Linked DNA regions of Mus musculus: regions 2, 3, 4, 5 and 6 are each linked to region 1. A link is a contact called in public HiCAR-type and promoter capture Hi-C data. All regions are on one chromosome and are shown on one strand. The core of a region is the stretch at or near the end of the contact, and the rest is flanking DNA. Distances in the headings are between cores, read along the strand shown. Region 1 holds the start of Acat1 (acetyl-Coenzyme A acetyltransferase 1). Region 2 holds the start of Etfa (electron transferring flavoprotein, alpha polypeptide). Region 3 holds the start of Fbxo22 (F-box protein 22). Region 4 holds the start of AY074887 (cDNA sequence AY074887). Region 5 holds the start of Ireb2 (iron responsive element binding protein 2). Region 6 holds the start of Wdr61 (WD repeat domain 61).

Evidence for each region. Promoter capture Hi-C pulls out the DNA fragments that hold promoters and counts their contacts. HiCAR-type assays count read pairs that join an accessible place to other places.
Region 2: a contact with region 1 is called in a promoter capture Hi-C map of erythroid cells, with 23 times the contacts expected there. The contact joins the promoter of Etfa here to the promoter of Acat1 in region 1. A contact is called at or near these places in 2 of 39 promoter capture datasets (erythroid cells and pre-B cells) and 1 of 484 Hi-C or Micro-C datasets (liver).
Region 3: a promoter capture Hi-C map of erythroid cells shows a contact between it and region 1, with 15 times the contacts expected there. The contact joins the promoter of Fbxo22 here to the promoter of Acat1 in region 1. A contact is called at or near these places in 3 of 39 promoter capture datasets (erythroid cells, liver and pre-B cells).
Region 4: a contact with region 1 is called in a promoter capture Hi-C map of erythroid cells, with 15 times the contacts expected there. The contact joins the promoter of AY074887 here to the promoter of Acat1 in region 1. A contact is called at or near these places in 3 of 39 promoter capture datasets (erythroid cells, liver and pre-B cells) and 1 of 484 Hi-C or Micro-C datasets (B cells).
Region 5: a promoter capture Hi-C map of pre-B cells shows a contact between it and region 1, with 3 times the contacts expected there. The contact joins the promoter of Ireb2 here to the promoter of Acat1 in region 1. A contact is called at or near these places in 4 of 39 promoter capture datasets (the 3T3-L1 cell line, erythroid cells, liver and 1 more).
Region 6: a HiCAR-type map of astrocytes shows a contact between it and region 1, with 2.9 times the contacts expected there. The contact joins the promoter of Wdr61 here to the promoter of Acat1 in region 1. A contact is called at or near these places in 3 of 39 promoter capture datasets (erythroid cells, liver and pre-B cells), 1 of 484 Hi-C or Micro-C datasets (pre-B cells) and 1 of 115 datasets of contacts at active chromatin or transcription factors (astrocytes).

What each region holds. Positions count from the first base shown.
Region 1 is chr9:53,607,841-53,612,326 of GRCm38.p6, reverse strand. Acat1 (acetyl-Coenzyme A acetyltransferase 1) reads left to right here and starts at 1,977. Exons shown (of 12, transcript NM_144784.3): 1 at 1,977-2,114. The coding sequence starts at 2,052.
Region 2 is chr9:55,510,204-55,514,689 of GRCm38.p6, reverse strand. It overlaps Etfa (electron transferring flavoprotein, alpha polypeptide), which reads left to right and starts at 2,447. Exons shown (of 12, transcript NM_145615.4): 1 at 2,447-2,659. The coding sequence starts at 2,621.
Region 3 is chr9:55,206,552-55,211,037 of GRCm38.p6, reverse strand. Fbxo22 (F-box protein 22) reads right to left here and starts at 2,103. Exons shown (of 7, transcript NM_028049.2): 1 at 1,850-2,103; 2 at 1,547-1,685. The coding sequence starts at 1,986. It overlaps Ube2q2 (ubiquitin-conjugating enzyme E2Q family member 2), which reads right to left. Exons shown (of 13, transcript NM_180600.3): 13 at 3,509-4,486.
Region 4 is chr9:54,948,220-54,952,705 of GRCm38.p6, reverse strand. AY074887 (cDNA sequence AY074887) reads left to right here and starts at 1,752. Exons shown (of 1, transcript NM_145229.2): 1 at 1,752-2,462. The coding sequence starts at 1,867. The coding sequence ends at 2,265. Hykk (hydroxylysine kinase 1) reads right to left here. Exons shown (of 5, transcript NM_177351.4): 5 at 2,782-4,486. Psma4 (proteasome subunit alpha 4) reads right to left here and starts at 1,847. Exons shown (of 9, transcript NM_011966.3): 1 at 1,803-1,847; 2 at 598-624; 3 at 323-365; 4 at 1-27. The coding sequence starts at 600.
Region 5 is chr9:54,861,059-54,865,544 of GRCm38.p6, reverse strand. Ireb2 (iron responsive element binding protein 2) reads right to left here and starts at 1,790. Exons shown (of 22, transcript NM_022655.3): 1 at 1,649-1,790; 2 at 149-238. The coding sequence starts at 1,667.
Region 6 is chr9:54,731,872-54,736,357 of GRCm38.p6, reverse strand. It overlaps Wdr61 (WD repeat domain 61), which reads left to right and starts at 1,809. Exons shown (of 11, transcript NM_023191.3): 1 at 1,809-1,883.

The DNA.
Region 1 (4,486 bases), core at 728-3,227:
GAGAGAGCGTCTACTCCAGCGAGTGTTCTGACCTCCACATTCACGCTGTGGGACATTCATCCCTCCTTTGCCAATTACATTCCAAAACAAACAGACAAGCCAAAACTACCCCAACAAAACAAAAACCATGTTGAAGATGTGTAGGCTTCTTATAGAAGCCCATCCCAAAGCTTTGCCAATCACCCAAGACATTTTGATATAGTGAGTATCTTAATGAGGAAGGCACACCCCCACCATGCAAGGAAACGGTAGGCTTCATAGTGAAGAGATAGCTTAGTATACTTGCCTAGATTATATGAAGACCTGGGATCAATACCCACCTCTGTTGCCAGCAATCTAAAGGTGGACATTGGAGGAGTAGAACTTCAAGGTCATCTTTGACTACCTAGTGGGATTGAGTGCATCCTAGGCTACATGAGACTCTAACTTGAAAAACAAAACAAAAGTGGGGCTTATGGTTCAGCAGTTAAAAATACTATCAGCTCTTAGAAAGGACCTGGGTTCAGCTCTCAGAACACAACAGACAGTTCCCAACTACCTACAACTTCAGTTTTAGGAGTTTTGACGCCCTCTACTGTCCTCTTCAGGCGCCTGTATGCACTTGGTGCAGATACACAAAGGTGCATATACACATACACACACTTTACCCCAAAAGGGTCTGGGAAGATGATTCAGTGTGCAAAGTGTTTGCATCACAAGAAAGCGTTTAGAGCATCATCCATGTAAAGAGCTAGGCGTGGTGGCCCTTGATTGTAGCCCCAGTTCCATGGATGGGTGGATAGGGTTGAAGGAGTAGAGATGGTGGCTTATTAGCCAGCCATTCTAGTGCAAGGAGAGATAGACCCTGTCTCACAAAACAAACAAAAACAAAACAAAACAAAAAACACCAAACAAAAAGCAGCAGAGAGTCTCAGAGGGAGTTATCTGAGGTTTACCCTTGGCCTACACAGGAGTGCACACAATTACATGAAACAAGTCGACTTGAAGTAAATTGTTCAATTTGTATGTTGTGCCTTTTGTTTTACATCAAGGAAAATTAATGTCACAAGCAGAAAGATCTGCTATCCCCAACTGAAGATTCAAAGTCAGCAAATGGCCTGGCATAGTGCTTTTAATACCAGCACTAGGGAGGCAAAGACAGAAAGATCTCTGTGAGCTCAAGACCATCCTGGTCTACATAGTGAATTCCAGGATAGCCAGAGCTACACCGTGGGACCCTATCTAAAAACTAACCAAACAAAACCTAAGCAAAACAATCCTCCAACTAGCCTTAGCAATGGGTTACACAAATGTGAGAATTATCATGTAATATCAGTTAATGCACTGTTTCTGTTTTGTTTTAATTATTTGGAGACAGGGTCTCCGTCTGTAGTTTTAGTTGTTCAGGGACTCGCTATGTGGACCAGGCTGGCGTCGAACTCATAGAGATCCACCTGCCTCTTTCCTGAGTGTGTCCCATCACACCCAGCCTGCGGGGAGTTTCTTTGAAAGTTGATGTAATCTTATTATTACTCAGTGAAGTTTAGATAGTAATATGTATTTTACTTAGCATCCTACAGAAAAACAACTTCAACATTCTTTTAACGTAAGAAATTGGTTTATTTGTATTATAAATGAATATAATGGGAATTGCTGGAAACATTTACCAACATCCTTTGTCTGGGTAATACAGTCACCTGATCAGGCACGGCAAAGTGAATGGAAAGTCTCGGACTGCACGAAAACTACAGGCATCTGGAGGCAGAAACAACTGGCATCAACAATCAACAGTTTAGCGTGCACCACCTAGGTGTCAAGCCACGTGGTCATTAGTCCTTTTTTTTTTTTTTTTTTTTTTTTTTTTTTGGTCCAGGAGAGCCTCAGCTCAGTCCTCGGGCCAAGCGCCAGGCCCCGCCCTCTGGCTACGGGCCAATCGCCGCCAAGCGCAGCGATCTTGGACTGCTATTGGAGGAGAGGGTCGGGGCGGTGCCCGCCACGACGTCGCAAGCTCTGCGGTGGGGAAGTGGAGGCCGCGGCGCGTCTCTCTGCCCTTGACAGCCTTTCGCGTCTCCATGGCTGCCCTGGTGGCTCTGCACGGCGTCGTCCGCAGGCCTCTGCTTCGCGGGCTGCTGCAGGTGAGCAGGGTCGATTCCGGGGGTGGGCCGGGATCGGGGAGCCCACCAGCCGCCCGCGAGGTCCGTCCTCGTGGGCCACAGCGCTCAGCACCAGCGCCTTGGGGATCGAGTGCCTGCGCCGTCGTGTGTCAGTCCACCTGTCAGTCTGTGCTACTGTCACGCTCCGCATCAGCTGTGCAGCAAAGCTTGGGCCTGACCAGGCGCGATCCCAGACTGCAGAGAGCTGAGTCTCTCTGTAGGCCCAGGAGTTTCTAAGACGTTTTTGTGACCTTGTGATTTCCTTTTCCTTGTTTTTTTGTTTGATTGGTTTGAGTTTTGGGGTTTGGTTTGTATTTTGTTCCACTGGTTTTTCTGTGGAACCCTTGCTGCCCTGGAACGCTCTCTCTCTCTCTCTCTCTCTCTCTCTCTCTCTCTCTCTCTCTCAAGATCAGGCTGGCTTCGAGCTCATTGGTCTTCCTCCACCTGCAGAGTGCTGGGATTAAAGGCATGAACCACCACCTGGCTAATCATTGGTTTAATTAATTGTCTTAATCAGAGCTCAGGCACTATATGGCAATCAGAAGATTGTCTTAAAACTAACAAGATGGCTACTGAGACAGTACAAGAAATAATTTTTATTTGAAGTGAGTGCCTCGCTTCTGATGGTTGTGTTCGGCGAACACTTTGTACTTTCCAAAGGTGACATTCTAGACTTTGTCGGTCAGTCTTTAAGAGTCTGGAGTTAGGTTTGCGTGGTTTTGTTTCTGAGAAAATCAGGGTTCGCCGAAACGGGTAGTTCTGGCAATAGGAGCTGAAAGAGAGCATTGCTCTGCAAGAGATTGTGAAAGAATAATTGAGGGCCCGAGGCTTGGAGCTGGAAGCTGAGGGCAAACAAACTATAAAATGAATCTTACTTGAGTTGCTGCTCGGGCAAGAGGAGCTTGAGATCAAGGATTTCAACCCACGTGGGCAATTTGGAGATACCCAGTCTCCGAAAGATAAAAAAACAATAAGTACTGGGTGACTGCAGTAATAGGAAAGCCAGAGGGATAGTCTATTTTCTCATCTGGAGATGGGCAGAACCTCACTCGTAAAATAAGTGTTCCCGGGGCTGGAGAGATGGCTCTGTGGTTAAGAGCACTGACTGTTCTTCCAAAGGTCCTGAGTTCAATTCCCAGCAACCACATGGTGCCTCACAACCATCTGTAAAAAAAGGAATCTGATGCCTTCTTCTGGTGTGTCTGAAGACAGCTACAGTGTACTCATATGCATAAAAAAAAAAAAGTGTTCCCAAGAAAGACTCGTGTGCCTTTTTCCTTCTGACCCTTCCTTCTCCTCCCCTCCCTTTTCTTGCCTCTCTCCCCGCCCCAGCCCCACTCTCCTTCCTCCCCCTCCCCACCATTACTATTACTCTCTTTCTAGTGGTTTTGCTAACTAGGTCATCTGACTTTGAACTCCTCACTCCCCTACCTCAGCCTCTGGATTATCTGGAATTGAAAGAGTAGCCATCATGCCCAGAGGAGTTCTGGATGAGTAAGTAAGTTTCGCGAGGATGGCTGGAGAGAGGTCCATGAAATTAGGTTAACTGGGATTCTGGATAATGTGCCTGGACGAATTAATTAGATAAGCCAGGTAGTCAAGGTGTGTAAACAGAAGTGTGCAGAGCCGGCTTAGTCTACACTGGAGGCTTTATAACCAAGTGCAAACTATCTTCTGCATGATAAAAGTGAGTCTGAACTGGTGTAATGGAGTCCATCTAAATGTAATTCTGCATTGAAGAAGCTGAGGCAGGAGGATTGTGATTTGAGGCTACCCTGGGCTGTATAGTGAAAGATGGTCTCAAAACAGGGCAACCAAAATAAAATTGATGTATAGAAATTGATATAGAACTTGGGTCTGGAGGAGGGATTTCTGTACAGTATCAAATGTAATTTAATGATCAATGAATCCCCTACGCTCTTAGTCCTAGATTTGGGGCCTTCTCTATCTTCTTCTTCTCTGGGTCCCAATGACCTAAATTTGTCTCTTCCCAGCATTTATTTTTATACTGTCTAGTTGCCTGTGTTCTGGGCTCTTTTTACCACTTGTAGGTTATGTAGCATATGCCATGTGCCCATCTCCCCTTTATGTTGGGTATTCCTCTACTCTAGAATGGTCTCCAGAATGCATGTTCTTTTTGCCTCTTCATCATGAGTTCTGGAATTAACAGTCGGGTGCTTGGGACTGAATCCAAGTTCTCCAGCCCAGTTCACCTTTTTGAACTCTAGAAAAGATTTTTTTTTTCTTTTTTGTGGCTTTTCCGAGACAGGGTTTCTCTGTATATCCCTGGCTGTCCTGGAACTCACTTTGTAGACCATGCTGGCCTCGAACTCAGAAATCTGCCTGCCTCTGCC
Region 2 (4,486 bases), core at 1,198-3,697, 1.9 Mb before region 1:
GGGGTAAGAAGAGTACTGTCAGGTCCAAAAGAAGCTCAGTCTGCTACCCTCCTGGCACTCTTTTGGTTCTGTTTGGTTCCCTCTCTCTTGGTCCTCTCTCATATTTGTTCTCTCTCTCTTTCTCTCTCCCATCTTTGTGCTCTCTCTTCTCTCTTCTGTTCTGTTCTGTTCTGTTCTGTTCTGTTCTGTTCTGTTCTCTTCTCTTCTCTTCTCTTCTCTTCTCTTCTTTTGTCTTCTCTTCCTCTCACCCGCCACCACTCCCATGGCCTGGTTCAGTCTACTGGTCATGTTTAGTCTACTTTCTCTCCCTGCTCAGGACTCTCCTTCAATCTACAATAAAAACCTTCTCAATCGTACATCTGAGCAGTCATCTTACTTGATACACCTGGTGCTAAATGGCAGTGCCATATAGGAATGAGAAGTGGGAGGAAGAGAAGCCCATGAGCTGAAGAAGTTTAGGGGACAGAGTCGGATGAGAAGGGCTGAGAGGGGCCACAGTTACCGAGTGAGTCTGCAGGCCAGCAGACACTTTGGCATGCTAACGGGTACCACGTTAGCCATTTGTCCTGACTGTCTTTTGGACCTGATTACTCCTATTGAGCTACAGCGATCATCTAGGAGCTCTGGGCACTTGTGTGCAGGAAGGAAAGCTACCATCTTGACCAATAGTGATCTAAGAGGCACTGGATGCAGCTCGGCAACCCTGGCTTGAGAAAGGCCTGGTGGCCAGAGACTCGTGTCCTCAGTCCTCAAGGCACCGGCTGAGCTCAAGTTCAGTGGGGATCCTAGCATAGAGAAGAGACAAAGAGCAGCCAGAGCTGCAGACTGTCCGTCCCACCAGGAGTCCTGGAGGAGCTGTGCCTAAGTGAGTCAGACTTCAAGGACTAGCTGAAGGCAATTCTCCCCCTTCTTTTGTTCTTTGTACAATTATTTCTACAAATAGCAAGCAGCCATATATAGGCTAGCTAATAGAAACCATCTTCTGCCTCCAAAATGTCTATAACTCAGTGGGAAAGAAGAGCATCCAAACACCTAGAGGGAACACTTTCATAACATCAGTCCTTCAGACGCACATTTGTCTGGTACTTGACATACATGTAAATGTAGAAACATATCTAATTGTACCCTCCCTCCAGAAGTTCTTCAAGGACACTCTTCTGTCTTCCAAATGAGTATGGTGATTTGTTACAGATCTGGGCCATTTTCTGTGTTTTACTTTGTACCGGCTCTGCTCTGCCCATAACCATCATGCCCTGTGGGCACTGTGCCTCTACAGGGCATGGCTGCTGCTGCTTCGCTGGAGCCTAGGATGTGCCCGAGACATCTCATGGCAGGAGGGAGGATTCTCTCCTCTTTGGTGTTTTGCCTTATCATGGAGGCAGGAAGGAGGTAGTTCATATCTCATTTAAAAAATTTTTTAAATAAAAATACTCCTTTTGATTTTTACTTACTCTTCTTTCTTTTTTCAATAGGACTTAGATTTGAGTCTAGTGGGGTAGTTCTATTGGAAGAAGAAAGTGATGGTAAACAGAATACTAGTTGTCCCTCCCACGAACAGCTTAGGTGGGCACAGTCCCAGTCCTCCACAAGCGTGGTCTTGTATAAGATGGGTTCTCACTCGGTTCACAAAACTAAGAGAGTAAAGAAGAGAAATATTCACTGTAGGGGACTAGAGATTATTGTGAAGAAATACTATTGTGGGCTAGCTCTTAAAGGTGCAATTCACTCCTGAGAGGGCTTGAGTTCTGGGACATCCTGAGCAGCCCAGAAGGCAGGTAGATTGGTCGGTCCAAAGAGCAAGAGAGATTTTAACAGCCACAGGCACTGATGCCAGAGGATAGAAGTGAGTCTGACTAAGGGCAGAGAAGAGTATGGAGAAGATCTGGGTGGACCTCAAACCTGGCCCTAGGCTGCTGGGGTGGTTCATCTCCATCCCATTCTGCCTCCTTCTGTGTAGTTTGTACGATCTCCATTTCCTTCTAGAATCCAGCTCAAATATCGCCAACTCAATAGACCCTTCCCAGGAAGTAGCAAATAAATTATTTATATTATTTATTAATAACTTTTTGTTTTGTTTTGTTTTGAGTCTCCTAAGGTCCCCAGGACTGACACCTAATTAATGCACGTTTACAATTCTCCTCACCTGCGACTATTTGGTTGGCACATTACACGTGCAGCGCTGACACTGGGCGTAAATGAGAGTGGAAAAGGACTGGAGTGAGGGGGTTCCCTTCGCGGGTGGAAAGAAAGCTGCGTACAACAGGGCAGTTAGTCCAGACAACGTTACCAACGAAAGTCCGAGACCGTCAGGGAACAGAGCCAAGCAACTGGAGGGCGTGGCGCGCATGCCAGCGTCTCGGCGCACACCCTTACCTTTGCCCTACTCCCAAGTCCCGCCTCTAACTTTCCGCTTTCCTCATTGGCTGCGTGGCTGCCCAATGGGCTCCCGGGAAGCGCGAGCCCCCGCAGTCCAGGACTAAGCTGTCAGCTCTCGTGCTCGCATCTCGCGAGCGTTCGGGTCTCTGGTAGAGGAGGCGGCGGCGGTGGCGGCGGCGGTGGTTCCCGCGCGCTCCGGGTCTCTGAGGCTGAGGGTACTGCGGGGCTGACTAGAACAGAGACAATGTTTCGAGCAGCGGCGCCTGGGCAGCTCCGGCGGGCGGTGAGTCCGGACAGGGAGGGCCGAGCAGGTGACGTCCGAGCCGCAGCCTGCTGACCCTGTCAGGCGAAGGTCACGGGCTCCCTCGACTCCCACCGTCCGCGTAGACAGTCGGTGCAGTGCCCGGGACGCGGGTCAAAGTTCTGGAGCCTTCGCCCTTGACCTCTTCCGGGTCACGCTGCCCCAACCCGGGTTCCCACGGCCCTGACTCTCGCGGGGCACTCTGGGGCTACTAGGTTCTCTCGCCTGGAGGGGAGCTGCGTCCCCCCAAAGGGGCCAGATGCCGCCGCGGAACCTCTTGGGGAAGAGTTCGAAACCTAGGCCTCCTGTGGCTGCCCTGGACGCCCACTGCCAAGGGCAGGGGCGGAGTGCTCTGCGGCTGGGCTGGTGAGACCGGGCTGAGTGGAGGAGGGGCTGGGACGTACCCGCCTGGGATCCAGTCCTGAGAAGTCGCAGACTGATGTTGCCTCAGTAGCCTTGGAAACTTGGTAGTGGGGACTTTTTCCGTGGTGACAAAGTTTACCATTTGTCTGTTTTTCGAGGACTTGAAAAAACAAAACAAAACTTTTTTTTTCTTTCTTGTCGGGGTGCTGTAAGGGAATAGCAGTTGAAGGCTGACCAGTTCCAAGGCAATAATTTAAGGAGCTTGTAGATTTTTCTAATTTACATTAAGATTGCTAGAGAAGCAATATCAGCAGCCTTGGCCTGCAAGTTATGCAGACGTTTTGTAACTTTTATACGTACTTTTTATTTTAGTGCCTTTTACCCCAATCACCACTGAGATTTTTTTCTGTCTGGGATACAACTTATGGGCTTCTTGGAAGTTTGAAGACTCCCCCCCCCCCACTTTGAATGTTGCCACTCCTTGTTAAAAAAAAAGTTAAAACACATCGTTCAGGATCCTAGCCCATCTTTCTCCCACGAGATTTTTTTAACCTCCTTTCTATAATAAAAGAATCAGTAAGCAAGTGAAGGCCATGGCTTTTGGGGGGGAGGGGCGGTTTCCAAGCAGCAGTACCTGACTTGAAGATCTATACAGAACTTGCGAAGCAATTTTGTGCATAGGTTTTATGCTCGGCCTAATTGTGGTAAGGAGAATTTAGAATTTGGTGATTTTGTAGAACTAGTCGGGGGAAAGTCCAAGTACCCAGTATTTATACATAGGCAGCATTGCCAAACCTTTGTTGTGATTTGCCAAGAATTGTGACCTTGGCCTATTTTTAAAATTAGAAGTCAAGGGTAGTAGAGTACTGTCTCTAAAGTCATTAATATTTTTTTTAAGATTTGAATGCAGCCGGGCGTGGTGGCACATGCCTTTAATCCCAGTACTCGGGAGGCAGAGGCAGGCGGATTTCTGAGTTTGAGGCCAGCCTGGTCTACAGAGTGAGTTCCAGGACAGCCAGGGATACACAGAGAAACCCTGTCTCGAAAAAAAACAACAACAACAACAAAAAAAAACCAACCAAACAAACAAACAAAAAAAGATTTGAACTGCAAGCACGAAACAAATGGTGTGAATATACTCAAATAGACCCACACACACATATTCTATCTTCTTAAAATTTAAAGTAATTACAAGTTTACAGAAAAGTGGCCAAAAAAAAAAAAAAAAAAAACACCAAAAAACCCCAACCTCACCATTTCCCAGAACCCTTCCTCGAATTTCACAGTGCGTTAACAGTTGACACATGTTTCATCTCTCAGTGTACACCCATTATAGTACAACAAAAACAGACAAATCACTGATTGACAGCACGAACACATACCCGAGGTAGCCCAGTTCCTCTGGTTTTCATGCTGATTTAGTCTTTATTAGAAAAGTTCCTCAGC
Region 3 (4,486 bases), core at 854-3,353, 1.6 Mb before region 1:
CTACATTTATACCTTATATGAGGTATAAATAATCTAGAAATTTGAATTTAAATAAGGGTGGGCAATATAGGTTAACAGAATACTATACCACTTTATAAGGAACTTGAGCAGCTGTGGAATTCAATATGGTGCATCGACTACCCTGACAATACCAAAGAACAATTGCATATGCATATACATACACACATATTCCTGTCTAGGCTAGAGGAAGCAAACCCTTAAAACAGTGAGTAGACTTACACAGTACTGACCTTAGAGTCTAAATTAAATACCATTCTCCACTAAAAGAAACCAAGACTATTAGTGAAACTACTAAGTTCTTGAATGAAGCAGGTGAAATACAAGCTGAAGACAACTGGTGCCAAAAGAAAGGTCATCCCTAAGAGACAATAAAACTGGCTTGAGTGCTCACTAGCCACACAAAGACTGTGTGAGTACCAAGGAGAGTCTAACAGTAACAGGTACAGCTCTACACAAGAGACCAAGCGTATGTATGAGTGCTGTGTGAACAAAGTGGAAGAGAATGAAAAGTAAGTTTCAAAGCTTCTCTACAGACAAATACTTATTAACTGCAACAGGACAGAAAATTTAAAGGCAGAAGTTTCTGGCAGACACCTCTTAAATCAAGGAATTTAAGGTAATGGGATAAAAAAATCTAATAAATCCCAGTCACACTCAACTTGTGCCTTGAATTTTCTTAAGTGTTGGGGCTGGTACAGAAAGTCAGGTTGGAGAAACATACAAACCAAAGGAGCGCGCCTTTCAGTTACTCATTGGGAACAGAATCAAATCCTTCTGCTCTTAAGAAAAGCACTGGGGCACTTTGGCTCCCACACCAAACATTAATCAAGAGAGTGGCCTACAGATTTGTCCACGGGTCAATCTTTGGCAGGCACTTAACTTGAGTTCCCTCTTTCTGGATCAAGTTGAAAACCAAACTCAACACCAAAAGAATCGACACATACATCAATGATAACTTCCCAATGTGGAGACTATATTGTGGTTAAGTAGAACATTCCTATTTGCCTATTATACATACTAAGCGATAATAGGGCATCAAATTGGCAATTTCCTCACGAGGGCCCCTGCCACTCAGTGAGATACTGGAGATTCACTATCTATCAGCTCTATAATCTGTCTTCACCTCCCTGAACACTGACTCTCCTGGATCCAGGGACAAAAATGAGAAAAGGAATGTGGTTTACGTATTTAGGTAGAAGTTTTAGTTCTTCCGGTTCTAGTGTGAGACCCTGGGCAAGCGATACCCAACACCTTCATTGCAAAATTGAGGCAAGTTAAGGAAGGCTCTGTACGGCCTTGTAATAGTGGACACCTGGATACTTCAATTGCCCAACATCTAATAATGACTAAACCGCAGTACGCCCCTACAAAACCTGACGTTTACTACAAAAGCCAGAATACGAGCATAGGTTCTCCGAGTTAACGAAAGCAAGGATATGTATCACAATCTTGATTTTTTAAAAAGTTCTCCAAGATGGCCCACCAGTCCTGCAAGTGACTGTCCAACGCATAACTCCATACTTGCCTCAAGCGCCTCAGCTACCACGCGCACCAAGCAATGTCCCTCCAGGTGGCCCGCTTCAGCCACACCCGCGGAGATCCAGGTCACGCTGCGATGGGTCCGCAGCACTCTGCGTACACACTCCCTCCACAGGCGGCATACTCTGGGGATGCAAAAGCACAAAGGGTTGCCGCCGGGCGGCCGGTTCCCACCGTCAGCAGCCTCGCAGCGCCAGCTAAGCACTAGGAAACCCGGGCAGAGGTCCCGGCAGAGGCGACCCCGCCACCCTCCGGGACGAAGGTCTCCTCCCGCCCCATTCGCCCTCACCCGGCTACCCGAAGCAGCGCTTTGGCCGGCAGGAAGGTAAACACACGCTCCACCACCTCCGCAAGGTTACTCAGCACGTAGGTGCTTCGCGGATCTGTGGAGGAGGAGACGCCGCCACCGCCGCCTGCCGGCTCCATTCCTCGCCTACCGGCCCGAAGGCCCTACAGAGTCTCAGGGGTACCGGAGCGGCCGGCGCACCACCTACAACCCGAGCTCCCTGAGCAGGCGCGCGCCACTTCCGGTGGGCCGCTTCCGGTACTGGACACGCCGCTGCGGCGGTGCACCGGCCTGCACAGTTCCGCCCGGAAGGGACCGGAGGCAGCCTGGCGTTTAAGCCGGCTGCAAACACTATTTGGTCAATCTGGTTAACTCGTTAGGTCTTAAGTTTTAAGCGAGTAGACATAAATAGCACTCGCCATTCTTTGGCACTATTAATTGCTACAGAAAGCACATGCCAAACCAGATAGATATTTTCACACAGGAGCCATTATTCTTTGGCTCCTGCTGGCTCTTCCCTGCAGGGCTACATACAGAATCACAGGGGATGAAGCCCAACACCATACATTCCCGAACCACAAATGAAAGAACAGTAGAGGCTGCTTCATTTCAACTGAATAGGTTGTCTCCTGACTGAGGGGCACTTTGTCCCCAGCTACTTGGCCTGACCTGGTGCTTCTTGTTTTGGCTTCTAGATCTTTTACACTGTGATAACCCATTAGAACATTTTGAGCTGGACAAGATGATGCATGTTTGCATCTAGCAAGCTGGAGGCAGGAGGGTCAAAAGCCGAAAACAATCTAGACCCTACTGCAAAATATGTAAGATAACACAAAAAAACATGAACAAGCCCTCAACAAGCAGCAGCCACTTTACTCTGGAAACCTTAAGACTTAAGTAGCAAACATGGACGCATCATACAGTCTCCAAAACACCACGATACACTGGGAATGTGTGAAAACTTCAATGCTTCCCGTTAATAAAAAACCCCAGCAGCTCTGGGCTCTCCAGGAGCCCTAAATCCTACTTCTAGAACTTCCAAACTGCTCTGTGGCTCCACTCTTCTCACCAGGCACTGGTTGGGGTGGGGGTGGGGTGCGGGAACATGTTATGACGACTAGGGAATGAACACCAAGGGTCAGTATGTTTAAGAGGAGGACTTCTGAACATTTCCTCAGCTAAGGCAACCTTCAGAAAAAACAACTGTTTCTGAATGAAGTAGGGAGGCTGTACATGGAGACATAACATTCAAACCAAACATGAAACTGGCACAGGAATTTCAGTCAAGGAAAGAAAAGGCTTTCCTTCTGCTGAGATTCTGATGAGATCTACAGATAGTGGTGTGTATAGAGGCCTTGAGTGTACAAGAGGAACTGTGCTAATAGTACCCTAAGAACATTAGAGACATTAATTAAAACAGCACTAGAAACCCACATGTATTTGAATTTAAAGAACGCAGTAAGGGAATGGTTAAAGAAAAACTGAATACACTATGTGTGTACACACCAATTCTAGGTTCCCTATCCCTCTCAGTATCTTCATCTCCACTTCTGAAACCTCCCCACACCCCATCTTCTCTTTAAACAGCCTACACTAGAAATTCAATATAGAGCCTATAGACGCCTGAATTATAGCATCTCATAAGAGGGAAAGGTGACAAACTGATTTTTAAATGGTTCTTTATTCATAAACTTGATGCAAGTTTACAAAATTTACTGTACATTGCCAAATAAATCTGCAATGAAAAATAAAATCAAAAAAAAAAAAAAACCCAACCCCAAAGCATGCCAAATGTGCAGCTGTCAATCTGCTAGCCATTAGGAAATTAGAATTCAATAATGTATTCAAGATTTTGCCTTAGGCATAAGGAACTTAATAATGTGTTGAAGAATTCTGTCTTGTCACTTGTCATCTGAGCCACTGGCAATCATATATTTAGGGTAACCAAGTGACCAAGAATACCAGATATCTTTTCTGCCCTCTTAACCAACAGAATCAAGAGAAACTAACACCACACATAAAATGCACAAGTGCCACATCTCCTAGATGTGGTTTGCAAAGTTTAAAAAAAAAATCTCAAATCAAATATATAAGAAAAGCCGTTTAACTCTGTACTGGGTCGTGCAGGAGTGTGCTTCGAGGTTTCTTTTAAAAGTGCTTAAGTAGCTAGATTCAAATCAAACATGGATCCAAAAAAGTCTATTACCAACCAAAGAGGATTGATTCAGGAAAGGTAATAAAAATGCAAAGTACATTGATCTGTGTCACATTTTAAAAAAGAATTAACACAGGCTGAACTCCTACTGGTCTTCTGATGTAAAAGCCACTGCATGACTACAGCAAAAATTTAAGGATCTCCAATTTAGGTATCTTTCATAATTTTGCTCAAAGAGTCTGTCTTTGTGCCAACCATTCCATAAGTTTATTAGTTTATCGTCAATTGCAACACCCCGCTAATAAATGGAAAGGTAAAATGACCTCATACTTTAGAACTTCAGGCTCTGCACTGTGGCTCTTCCTCACAAGAAATGCTGAACCAACAGGAAGCAGGTTTGGTCCACTAGGACCCTGCTGCTCCAGTGGAAATTACTGCTCACAAGTGGCTGCCTCGTTTTGCTGTACGCTAATATGGTACAATTA
Region 4 (4,486 bases), core at 503-3,002, 1.3 Mb before region 1:
TGGCATACTCCACTTGGTATAAGCGACCTACAAAACAGTGAGACACCACGGTTCCTCTCGCTCTTGCACCACTCATCTGAGAGAAATCAGCAATGACACAGGTAGGCTGGCATCAACAGCCCTGCATTTACTCGCCCACAATGCATGGCGTAATGAACCTGGTGACAAGTTATCTCCAAGAACCAAAGGAATGAAGTCAACTCCAAAATGTGTGTAGCTAAACGTCACACTAGACCCCAACACTAAAAATATACTACTTAAAGCAACAACCACAACAAAATGCCCCAACCTTCTTTGGAGCAGGTTAAATCTTCTAATTTACCTTCTGGAGAAAATATTGTGGTCCTGGAGTCATATCTTCGAGACTGCAAAGGAAAAACAGAGATGATGCCTGTTCACTGACATACGCCAACTTCCGGATGTCCATGCATTGGATACAATGACACCCTGGTGCTGAGTTCAGTGGAAAGAAGACGGAAGACCCCATTCAACTCCCTCTACCCCTTTGGTTTCATTTTCTTCCATGTCAGGCTGTGAGCTTCAAACAAGCCATAATGTTCCCAGGCAAAAGTTAAAGGAAACGTGTCATGAACTCACCATGGTTTCTGAACTTTATGTTGATTCCTGTGAAAAGAAAACAGGATCATTAATAACAAAACCCCCACAATTTTAAGAAGTGTCTTCCACTGTTAATACCACTTGATCCACACCATCACTCAGCTAACATGAACTGCACCACCACTGGGACCTATACAGATGCTGGGCCACCACAATAAAGGTAAACCATGGTGTCCTGAAAAGCTCAGAATCTAGCAGCCAGGTATGACAGACAAAGATTATAAAGCAACATGGAAGAGACATTCAGGGTGGGGAGGGAAAGCAGAATCGACAGCAAGTAAGATTTTAGGAAACCAATACAGATAATGAGAGTAAATTAGAGGTGGGAGAGGCAAAGGTAAGTTGAAAAGCCTCAAGTCAAAGAAAAAGAATTGTGAAGGGGTGAAGGAAGGGCATTCCAAGTAGAGCAGGCTGAGAAAGGTTAACAAAGTGGATAATTCACATGGTCCTAAATTTGGGGGTGTAGGGGTTAGGTGGTAAACCTGGTCCTTATTTCCGTTTCTTCGAAAGACAGCAATGGAAACTCTGCCTTAGTAGAAAAATGGCAGTTCAATTCCTATGTTGCCAAATGGGATATAAGGAAGGCATCGTGGCTGGAAAGCTAAGCAGACATTTGAAGGGTCTGCGCGCCCAGATGTTAGAAAACACCTTTATCTTACTTAAGACCGCTTCACCGACGGGCTGGATTCAAGGACCACGGGAAGTGACATTTTAGAAGAGTCGTCAGGCCTAAGGAGAGTTAACCTGCCAGGAGTCGGTTCCAACATGTAGGAGAAACAGAAAGGTGGCCCTGAGCACAGCAGCCAGGAGGCCACGGCGGGTTTCGGATTCGACTGTGAACACAGCTACCTCCACGCCTGGCGCCGGCGCTACAAGACTTGGACTTTCCCCCGCAGCGCCACTTTCCCGAATTGACTCTCTGGGCCGCAGCCGCCCCCACCCCTCGCACCGGCCCGGAGGGTCTCAGAGCCCAGGCGAGCCGTCAAGGCCCCGCGGGGATACCCGACGGCGGCCGGCGGGGACCAGTCCCTGGCAGGCCGGTCACCGAGGAGGCGGGTGCAAAGTCATCGTGCCCACGGCTCCTCGGTGGCGGCCGCGGGCCTGGGCCGTGGTCTCCACGCAGATGGCCCCCGCCCGGGAGACAGACACCTCGACTCCGCGGCCCCTAAAGGACTGAGCCTCACCAGAGGAAGACGGTGAGGGTGCAGATCAGCGCCTCTTTACTCAGCTGGAGAAGAACCAACCCGGATGGCCAAGCATCCGCGGCGAATATGGCTCCCGCGCGTGCGCAGGACTGCGAGGGGGCGGGGCGGGGCGGGAGGACGCGGAAGTTCTCCCAGTGCTGGGGCGGGCTCAGTCTGCCCACGTGGACTGTGCAGAAGCACAACCTCGGCTTTGGCTGCGGTCTGTATTAGAGGAGGACTGGAGGGAGGAGGGAAGCGTCTATACCGTGGAGAGTGGAACCAGATTCCTCCTACGCTTTGCACTCCACTTTCGTTTTCTCTTCTGTACCATTCTAATGGAGGCCAGAGTAGCAACTGTATAGACAAATCAAATCGTTTACTCTTCCAGTCTTGCCCCTTAACAGTTTTTCCTTTGTTCTTCCTCTTAGCCTCATTTTCTCCTTTCTCAGATCCAACTCTTTAATTGGGATAACTTTTGTTCTAAGTTTAAGACTTCTCTTCGCCGGGCAGTGGTGGTGCACGCCTTTAATCCCTGCACTTGGGAGGCTGAGGCAGGCGGATTTCTGAGTTCGAGGCCAGCATGGTCTACAGAGTGAGTTCCAGGACAGCCAGGGGTACACAGAGAAACCCTGTCTCGGACAAAAGAAAAAAAAAAAAAAAAAAAAAAAAAAAAAAAAAAAAACGAAAAAAAGACTTCTCTTCATCCATTTCTCCTTTCCAATCTTACCTAGTTTTTGTGCCTATGTTGGGGGTTGAAGAGCTAGTGGGTTGACTATGTACAGGGCCTTTGTCTTCTGTGTAGGCAAAACGGTTGGATCTGGGTTTCTTAAAGGGGGAAGCTTAGAAATTTAGTTGCATGTAGACGGGACCTGGCCTGTACTCAGGACCTGGTTTGCCCTGTAAATTCCAAGCCAGCCAGGGATATATAGTGAGACTGTTTTAAAAATGAGAGAGAGAGAGAAAAAAAGACCAAAAGGTAAAATATCCATACAATGCAGCATATATTTAATTTCAAACAGAAATTAGCAATATTTGCAATAGGAATTTAGTGGAGAATCTCTCTTAGCAAGAACAATCAAGAGAAACTTGCAGAGTTCCATTGTATAACAGGATAAACACTGATTTGGAATGAGACCCAAGTTCCAGCCCATTTTTCTGGTCCTGATTGGCCAAGTTAAATAAAAACCTCAAATATGAGTATCCTAAGTGTTTCACATGTGAATGATCTCATGTACTGCCCCCATGTGTGTGGGTGTGGGTGTGGGTGTGTAAAAACAAGGAAGGAAAGGCAGCAGGATGGGATTTTGTAGTGATTAGGAACAGGGGTAACAGCCCAAAGACCTAATTCAAGATCTAAGCCTGAGCTCCCTTCTAAAGCAATAAATCAGCTTTTCAAGGCTCTATTTCTTTATTTAAAAATGGAGATTAATCATCAGAATATCTTTGTGATTCTGTTCTGGATTAAATGAGGTAGTGCATGTAAAATAACATTCAATAATCATTGTAGTATAGTATATTCTACTGAAAAACTAATGAAGCAGGAAAGACAAAACCGCTCCAGATTTGTTAACCTAAAATCCTGATTTGTGAAAGCAGCAGGGCTCGATGGCTGACTGTGAGAAGGGCAAGCAGCGTGCCACACCAATATTTTGAGTGTGCGTAACCTGAAATATGATCCATTATTTAGTAACTATTTATTATGCCTCTACTATGTGCCAGAGTCTATGCTAAGAGGCTGCCATAGCCTCTTAAAAAACCCTCACAATTGACTCTCTAAGTACAAACATTATCTTGCTCTAAAAAAAGAAAAGAAAAGAAACGAGAAAGGAAAAGAAAAGGGAGACATGGAGAAGTTAAAAATAAATTGTATAAGTAAATTCAGAGAAATACCTAGTTTGGGAAGTTTAGACAGGTAGATAGGCAGGCAAACATCAGACAAGAGTTATAGTATCAAAGCCTACTCACATAGACGGATAACTACTAACAAGATGTTTAAATAAATGACTAGGGGTCTAGACCTGAGTCATCTTTAGAAAGCATGTGGTTAAACAAAAGAATGCAGTGAGTGGTCTATGCATGCCTACAGTCCCAGCTACTGGGTTGCATGGGCAGGATTATCATGTGAGTCCAGGATAACCATGCGACAGCTTGATTCCAGTATGGACAACACAGTGGAATCCAGTCTCAAAACAGAAAAGAAAAAAAAAAAAATCCCACCCTACAAGAATAAGTAAATAGCCACTTAGACTAGAGAGACATGAAAAGGAGCCAGTAAAGGAAATACTGAGATAAAACTTAAGCCAAGTATGCAATGCAATGATCTGCATTTTTACAGAATCTTATAAAAAGGCAATCATTAGTTATAGAGAACAAAGAACATGTGGGGCCAAACAGAATGGTGTATCACTATAGTCTCTGCATTGGGAGGCTGAACAGGAGGATCTTGGGAGCCACGATGTTTAAGACCAGCCTGAAGAGCATAGTAAGCCCTAACTGCTGAGGCGCCTTGCTGGTGTCCTGGATAATGGCCTTGCCTGGATGCCTACATGTGCTTCAATGCACTTGTGTCTGGAGTTCTGGTTGCAGCTACTCTCCCAAACAAGTTTTTCTCAGGACTCCCTCTTGTGTTTTCCCCGAGGGCTTCACCATATCTTTCTTCTTGCATGCATTCATTTTGTAAATGT
Region 5 (4,486 bases), core at 541-3,040, 1.3 Mb before region 1:
AAAGTTTAAAGAAGAAATCGAGGTATGGTTTCTATTGTTCTCAACCAAAAGTCCCAAAGGAAGTTTTATAAAATGTCTTCTGCTCACCTTGACCAATGCACTGTAACTACTAGAAACTAAGCCCACGAAAAACGTAAAGCAACATTACCATACTTGGTGCCGCCAAGTTTAGGTACATTGAAGAACTTCTTCTGTGAATTGCCATTTAATGTTTCAATAAGGTACTCAAAGGTGTATCCTGGAGAAGAAAAAGAACAAATGCCTTTCATTAAATACATTCCATCAAATACATTAAGTACATTAACTACAGTTACCAAGAACCTTATTCAAAGAGAAAACACCCAAACTTTTGCTCAGCAGAACTCTGTGTGTGATGGAAAGCTGATGGGAATATTGCACATTTGCATTACCCTGCGGGGCAGCTACGAGGGCCACCTTGAACCATGGAGGCAGTGATGGAGGTGCTGACTGTCCCATACCACAGACACAAGACTCGTCTCCACGGGACTGCAAGGGGACAATTCTAAACCTCGACTCTTGTCAAACAGAAACTAGTGAGACAGACAGCTTTCTACCTTGCCTGTTGACACAGGGTGTTGTCACTGTATCCCAGAGTGGACTTAACCTCACTGGGCAACCCAGGAGAGCCTGCAAGTAGAGGCAATAATCGCCCATTCTGTCTCCTGAATGCTGGGATTACAGCATTACCCACCCAATGGCTTTTCAATCTTAGAAATGTTAAATGTCTGCAAAGAGACCATAAGAATGGTTTAAATGATGTACAAGCATTCAGAAATCGTGCCCTGAACATGCTTAAGTACAGAGATAATGCTTTGACAAAACCATTGTTAGAGGTTCAAAAGGCAATTAAAAATCCAACAACAGAACACTAAAGATGATTTTTAAAGTGACCATCAAAATATCTAGGTAAACTGGCACATTAGATTCTACTAAGAGATATACCCTTAATGGTTATGCACTAATTGAATATGCCCCCACTCTCAGTGTTGTGAGAAAGGGTGAGGTAGATAAAAATTCATTATGCGGCCTCATTACTTGGATGGGTGAGACCCTTAAACATTGCTCTAAGATCTTCTTCCAAAACCAGAAAAGACAAGCACAGTCCATTCAGAAAGAACAGTGTTTTTCTTTTGTGGAGGGAGGTGGATGGGGGAGGAGACTGCAACAAATGATCTGGGAACCGGCTAACGTTCAGCCTCGACAGCCCCTCCACTTCCAGGAGCAAAGAAAGGGAGATCCCAGGATGCTGGGTAGAAGGATCAGCCAGCAGAGTGAAAGCCAAACAAGGGAGCCAGGTCTTCCGACACTCAATGCTCACAAAAGGGGGGCGGGCAGAGAAAGACGTGGGCTTGTCCCTGCCCCAGCAGTTCCTCCTGGGGGCCTGGAGGCTGCAGCCAACAAGCAGCGGGCCCCGGCCAGGGGCGGAATTAGCGCTCCGCTGAAGAGCGGGACGCGCGGGCGGGGACGCCCGGCCTTCGCGGCCTCCGCCCCGAGGGGAGAGAACGACCAAGCCCTGAGGGCCCGACCGCCCCCCCGGGTGACCGTAAGCAGAGCACAGCGAGGGCCACGGATGTACAGCAGCGCACGCCACCAGCCGCCAACGCTAAGGCGGCGGCCGGGAACTGACCTGCACTTGGGGAGTCCATCGCCGGAGACCATATTATCCCTGCGGGGAGGGGGCCAGCGGGGGAAGGAGGGGGAGGCCAGGCCGGGAAGAGAGGGAGGAAGACGGGCGGACGGGCAGGGGAAAGGAGGAAGGAAGCAGTCTCGCGCAGGCACCGCGAGAGCCGCAGAGCTGGCCCGGGGTCCGCGCTCGCGGGATTTGCCGGCTAACTCTCGCGAGATCCTCGGACCGGCGAAACAAAGAAAGAGCGGGGCGGAGCCAGCGGGTAGGCGGGTCTCTGCGCAGCCTCTGTTGTTCTCCAGAGCTGGAGGTGGGGGGGCGGAACCCTGGGAGGTTAGTAACTTTGACAACGGGACGCCATAGGTTCCGTTACTTTCTTGTGGGCCCAAAAGTATACCGTGAGGTTTTGAGGTCCCGCGATGTCTGCAGGACTGTCTTGTAGGAAAGAGCCAGGATTGGGACTCAAGTTCTCCCTGCATGGTAAAGCCTTGTGTTAAGCCGTGATGTAATGAGGCGCCCACTCGTGCATTCTCAAGAGAACAAGGCCGGGTTAATGGGACACATAGGCAATCGACTAATTGAATGAATTAAAATGTCCATACTTTCCTATAACTTCAACCTTTCTCTTCCCAGGAGCAGTTAAACGTGATGGTGTCCTAAGTTTCTCTCTGGCCCCGCCAGGGAGAGTCCTTATGTCTTCCCTGTCTTGTCTTTTGGTTAGCGGACTCTTTGGAGTTGTCTGGTTTGCCCTTTTCTTCCCCACTCCTATCCCTTCTCAGACTGGTTTCCACTTCCAAAAATGCCTGTGATAAAGGTAGGCATAACTATTTGCTAATACCCCAGCTCTTGCTTTAACTGTTTGTTTAGTATGTTTGCTAAGACAAACTGTATTAGCTTCCATAATTCCAAAACTATTCTGTACTTCCTGGCCTCCAAGCCTGCTTCATCCCAGTCTCCTCTACCAGGGCCTTTCTCTGCCCAGCTATTAAGTGTACTGTCATTAACTCTATCTCGTGACATGAGCTTTGCACCAGATTTCATTTCCTCTGGCTCATTCATCTGTCTATTGGCTCCAGCTATCCGTTCATAAGCTGATGCTCTCTAGCCTACCTACAACTCAAACCCATCTCCTAAGCTTAGAGGAATATATCCTAACGCTTGTTACCACAGGCATCTCCTATGCAAAACCACCACCACAACCACTGCCACCCAAGCCAGTGACTGAGTCCTTATGTGTCTGTCACCTACACCAGCGAATGCCACCGCCTAAGCACATACCAGCACGCTATCCTTGGCTCCTCTCTTCCATTACTGTTTAGAAGTCCACTTGATCCACTGGCTTCCTGACCTTAACAACTGTGACAGTCTTCTCAGAAAGTCTCAAGGGCATGACTATTCTCGAAATCATCTCCATGAAACTGAAACAAACTAGGAAGGACACAGTAACCAAACTCACATACCAAGAAACTGAGTCTGGATTTGCGATGCATTCAGATGGAAGCAAGAGCTCACGTATAACTTCATTGTTCACGAGGCTGAACTGAATAGTTCTGCTTCTCTTGAAACAACACTCCTGTACACCGTTGGCTAACCCTTACTCACTCTTTCAAGACTTGGGCTTTTCTTTTTATGTTTTAAAGATTTATTTATATGTGTATCTCAATGTTAGTGTATGTCATGTGTGTGCAGGTGCCCAAGGAGGCCAGAAGAGGGTGTTGAATCATCCTAATTACCAACCTATCTCTCAAATCTCATGGTTTTCACTAGTTTGAGCTTTTGAAAATTCGTTTGTTGTGGTTCTGGGGGTTGAACTGAAGTCTTCTACAAGAGCACAAATGGCCTTAATTGCTAAGCAATCTCTCCATCCCCCCAGGACAGTCTCTCATACAACCACACTACAACAGTTAAATTCAAGAAATTTAGCACTAGCTGGGCGTGGTGGTACATGCCTTTAATCCCAGCACTCAGGAGGCAGAGGCAGGTGGATTTCTGAGTTTGAGGACAGCCTGGTTTACAAAGTGAGTTCCAGGACAGCCAGGGCTATACAGAAAAACCCTGTCTCAAAAAAAAAAAAAAAAAAAAAAGAAGAAGAAAGAAAGAAAGAAAGAAAGAAAGAAAGAAAGAAGGAAATTTAGCACTGGTACAGTACCATTAATATTTACACTTTATGCATTTGAAGAATCAGCCCTATTAATATTCTATAATCAAACATTGACATCATTTACAACCAAATTTTAAAATGTTGCCAATTGTTTCAATTGTTTACCTTGTTTTATTTATTTGTTTTGAGATGGTCTTGCTGTGTAGCTCTGGCTGATTCCACATTCACCAGACAACCCCAAAGGGACACTAGGCTGCCCACGCGTGACAAACGTGGCTCTGGCAGGGCCTGCCCTTCTCCTTCATTCCCTCTGCCTTGTAAAACTGTTAGATTACACTCCTAAAGCTGGCAATCAAGGTCTGTTCCCTTATTTAGCTACTTCTTCCTCCTGAGGCTGACAACAAAGGTCCAGCTATTAAAAGATTGAAGTCCAGCAATCAACAGCCCCCTTTGGCCCACCTAATTAACACGCACAATTAAATTTAAAACCTCACCCTAACCCAGGGTTTCCCTTTTCCCTTTATAAACTGTCATATGCCTAGGAGGCTTGTCTGTCTGCTCTCCATCCAGAGGCAGTCCCCTGCTCCCCTCCCCCACAGACATGCTCCTTTCCCCCTTTGTCCTGCTCCCTTTCTCCCCTCCCTGTTCCCTTCCCCTTCTCCCTGTCCTTTATCTCCAGTCTTTGTCCCCTATCCTGTCCTCTGTCCCTCCTTTTTGCTGAGAACTTGGTCTTGGGTGTC
Region 6 (4,486 bases), core at 560-3,059, 1.1 Mb before region 1:
TGAAATGCTTCTACACACACGTGACTCTGGGCTGCGTGGTGACACTGCTGTTCTGTGTCACTCTGCTTGCTTCGTCCTGTCTCTGGGTTTGCTCTGTCCAAGCTCGTTGGAAAAGCAGTAAGCCATTTTTTAGGAAGAACCAGAATCCTGGGGCCATGGCCTTCCAAAGAAGGACTGGGTATACTTTCAGAGCCTTTCAGGACAGGGCACACAGCTCTGTCACACCCGCTGTCTTCAGTTTTGCTTGATTTTATTGTGAAATCTTTTCATTGTCTTTTGACCTGCAAGATCACAACTCTTCCTACAGATGTCTCAGTGATGCACAGTTACTCTGTCTCCCAGATTTGCTCTATAACACACATAGAGGAGATCTAGGAACTTTGATAGAAAAATAATTATATTTTTATTTCTCTTAACTTCTAGCAGAAAGGTGATGTTTTTCTTGATCACATATGTGCACAATAAACCAGGAGGCATTAACAGTAATTGACTTGGTCACTAAATCAAACCACAGTATTGTTCCTATTTTATTACAACCACTGAAGATAATTCAAAGCATTGTGTATGTGTATTGATACTTTGAAATCACAGACGGTATTAGATCTGTTGAGCTCAGGTAGGTGTGTTATTATTTTGCATATTTATGGCTATTTTGATGGAATTATTTCCCTTTAATCCTATGTGGATATTGATCCATTTATAAATATTATTCTGAGGCAGGACTCATAGTCTTGATTGCATGTCAAAGACATTCATTGTACATAAGAGGCCTGTTATTCTTGCTTCACAGTAGACCATGCTAATGACCTCATGTGCTTGGTGCTCTGACAGTAGAGAGGTGAAAGGTAGGGGTTTAATATAGTCTTTGAACAAGCATATCTGGAGTTCACATCATAATTATTCAGTCACTGAAGAGCACACGAATAATTCAATGTCCAAATTCTACTGGAATTCTCTCAGTTCTCTGTTTGGCATCTTGAAACAGCACTCTGAGGTATTTTTCGGCTTTGAGTTTGAACGACAGAGTTATAGCCAGGCCTGGTAGTGCAGGCCTGTCACTCTAGAGATACTGGAGACTGAAGCAATAGAAGCAGGAATCCAAGGACTGCCTATGCTACAGAGTTACAGAGTAAGTTATAGGCCAGCCTAGGCAATTTATTGAGAACTTGTTTCTAAATAAATAAATAGATGGCTGGGATGTAGGCCAGCAGGAGCATGCTTGCCTAGCATAGGCAACATCCTGGGTTTGAATTTATGCGCTATTAAAAAAAAATATATAGGGAATGGCTCAGCAGATAAAAGTGGCCGCCTTCAAGCCTGATGACTTGGGTTCCATTCCTGGGCTCCACGTGACAGAGACAACTAAGACACTCAAGTTGTCTTCTGACCTCCATTTCTACACCATGACATGTGTGCACACTCCCATACGTGCACACAACTTTTAACAATATTAAAATGTGGCACTTTAAAAATTACAGAGCTAGGTTGTTTTAGAAAACCTTTATTGTAATGATTTTCGAGCTTTTTGCTGTGGGAGATGGGGGGCGAGGCTGGGCTGGAAAGGAGAAGGAAAGAAAAAGAGGACGAAGAAAAAGCGGGGAAAAAAAAAAAAAGAAAGAAAAAAAAACAGAAGAAAAAACGAACCCGGGAAGTCATCAGAGAAGCTTTCTGAAGCCTGTTAGCAGCAGGCTGCCCTAGGTACTCCCCGCCCACTCTCCCTGGCTCCACCCTCACCCCAACCCCGCACGCCAAGGCAGCAGGGGGGCGCTCTGCCGGTCCCGCCCGCATCCCAGGAGAGGCCCCGCCCCTTCGTTAGCTCATCCACGAGCGCCACGGTCGTGCTCCACTGACGTCAGGCGTGCTGTGCGGCTGGCTGTACGGTGGTGAGTTGGTGTGCTGGGCAGAGTTGGGGAATGGTGGTCTTTGGTGCTGTTGCCTACTAGGGCGAGAGGGCGACTGAACCGGGAGAGTTGGAGGCCACCACAGCAGGTTTGTTCACGGAGGCTCCAGGAGTCCAAGGGTGGCTTTCGTGACTCTATTTAACTTGGCTAGTCCGCGAGGCACGAGTCCCAAGGGCAGACAGAAGGCCCATAGGTGGACTAATTTTGCTCCCAGATAATGTTTTGTGCATCCCGGAAATGAGGGTTGGCTTCTTTGCGGGGTGGGGAGGGGAGTAGTTTCCCCTTAGATAGAGGACTCTGGGGAGGGGAGTAGTTTCCCCTTAGATAGAGGACTCTCTTAATACCAGTCCTATAGTAGTTAGCCACGCTGTTAGGTAGCAAGCTTCACGTCATTGAACACTAAGCAGAGAGTGAGTTCCTTTTATTTCAAGTACCATGTGGTATGGTGCGTTACAGACGTGCCTGAGAAACTTTCATAGACGCATGGGTTAGTCTCTGGGAAGCCTGAAGAAGGACCTTTAAATCCAGCCCCGATAACTGGAAATTTTCCTAAAGAGAGAGATGGCATAGAGGCCTCTTGGGATTCTCTTGGTTCTGAAATTACCTGTCATGAGACATGTCTTAGTAGTAGGAACTGTGTATTTACCTACGCTTCCGTCAGCTGCTCTAAGCCTCTCTCTTCTAGCCAGAAGAACGGAGCTAGTAAGAGTGCCTACTAAACGGCGTTAAGGAAGGTTCAGTGAGCTAATCTGTATAATAGTTAAAATAGGATCTGATGCAGTACGTCCTCAAAGGTTCAGCCTGATGGAACTGCACACCCTATTTTGAGGGTAGCTTTTTAAAAGTTGACTCCCTATAAACCTTCTTACTTGTAAAATTGTCGTTTTTCTCTATTGCCAAGTGTGAGGTTCGTATGGGCAGAGAGGAGGCAGTATCACTAAGAGGGCTGGTCTTCATGCAGTTTGTGTCTCAACTTGTTTGAGCCAAATTGTCAGGAGAGCTTTCTAGTCTGGGCAAGGTCCTGTTCTTGAGTCACAAATCAGTAACAGTCACAAGTCAGCACACCTGATTAAGATCTCTTAGGCCAGGACTATTTAGAAATCATGTGTCTGTCTGAGTTTCTGTTCTTGGTAAACATTTGTTAGTCTTTGGTTTGCATATTTGAAGCAGGTAGCATGAGCCCAGATGTCTGAGCTGTATGTACGGCCTGTTAAGTGAGGATGGAACTGAGGGGCTGTGAACATGGATTAGAAGACAATTCACACTCTTATATTTGTTAATTTCTAGTTGAAATTTAGCATATTCTCCCATTATGTTATATTCTCACATAACAAGTATTAAATATGACTTTGTTAACGGCTTTAGCGATCACAGGTGTTTTCATATCAGAATGTTGTGATGGGATTGTTGTTTGTTTTGAGACAGGGTCTTGCCAGAAAGCCAGGCTTAGTACCTCCAAACAATTAGGATTACGGAACTGCTGGCAGGATGTTGTTTATGTCCTGAGGTTGCGGCATCTTTTAGACTTGCTGATTCTTATAGAATGTGATGATAAGGAGCCATGTGTGTTTTGCTCTCATAAGTTTGGTTTTCATGTTTTGACAAGATTGTTTTCCACATAGAGCCTATGCCTAGATTCTGTTTGTGAATTTTCATACTCGATTATATTTATTTATAATTTTAGAAGATGTGCAGGGTGTTGAATCTTTTGAGTCACGTGATGCCCAGTTCTGAGTTCGCTTCTGCCTTGTTTCTGCTCTCACTCTATGAGAAAGTGTCTTTTCTCTGGGGTTTAGTGCCATGCCTTCTCATTTTTGTGTTTTGGTTGCTTGTTTGGTTTTGGTAGTGAGCCCGTGGTGAAGGTAACCCTCTGGCATGGTGCCGGAGTGATAGCCCATGTTCTTGCCCAGTGCAAGAAAGCTGTAATGAGTCTTAGAGAGAAAAATAAGTATTTTAGATAAGCCCTGTTTAGGTTGAGTTCAGTATTAGTGAATTACTAATGTATGGTCAAACAGAGTCATATGCAAACAAAACAAAGCAAAACCATAGCATGTGATTACATATTGAGCACTTGACAAAAATGTGTCCCAGAGGCTTTCAGTGGCCTACCTCTGAGTCTCCAGAGGAATGGTCTGATACTGCCCACTAGTGGTAACTTTATAGAACATAGTTACCACAGAGAGTGAGCACATACTAGGTTTTCTTTCTAATGCTGTGTATTTTATGTATTTGAAAACAACCAGAGAGAAGGTTTAAGTTTTGCAAGTCTGTTAGCTAAGTGGTGTGCAAAACATACCAAGGCCTTGGGCACGTAAAGGCACTTACTGTCACGCCTAACACCTACCTGGGGAAGAACTGAGTTCCACAAATTGTCCCTTGACAATTTGTGCAGGTGAATACACGAATGCACACATATCCATAAACTCAATGTATGGGCGTATGTGTGTGTGGATGTTTAATAAATCTAAGGTTAATAAAATTTAAAAAGCTTAATATAATTAAGAACTTTAATGAAATTAAATCAGTTCATAAAATATGTTGAGCCTGTTCATAAAATATGTTAGTCTTTGAAAACTGTCACCAGT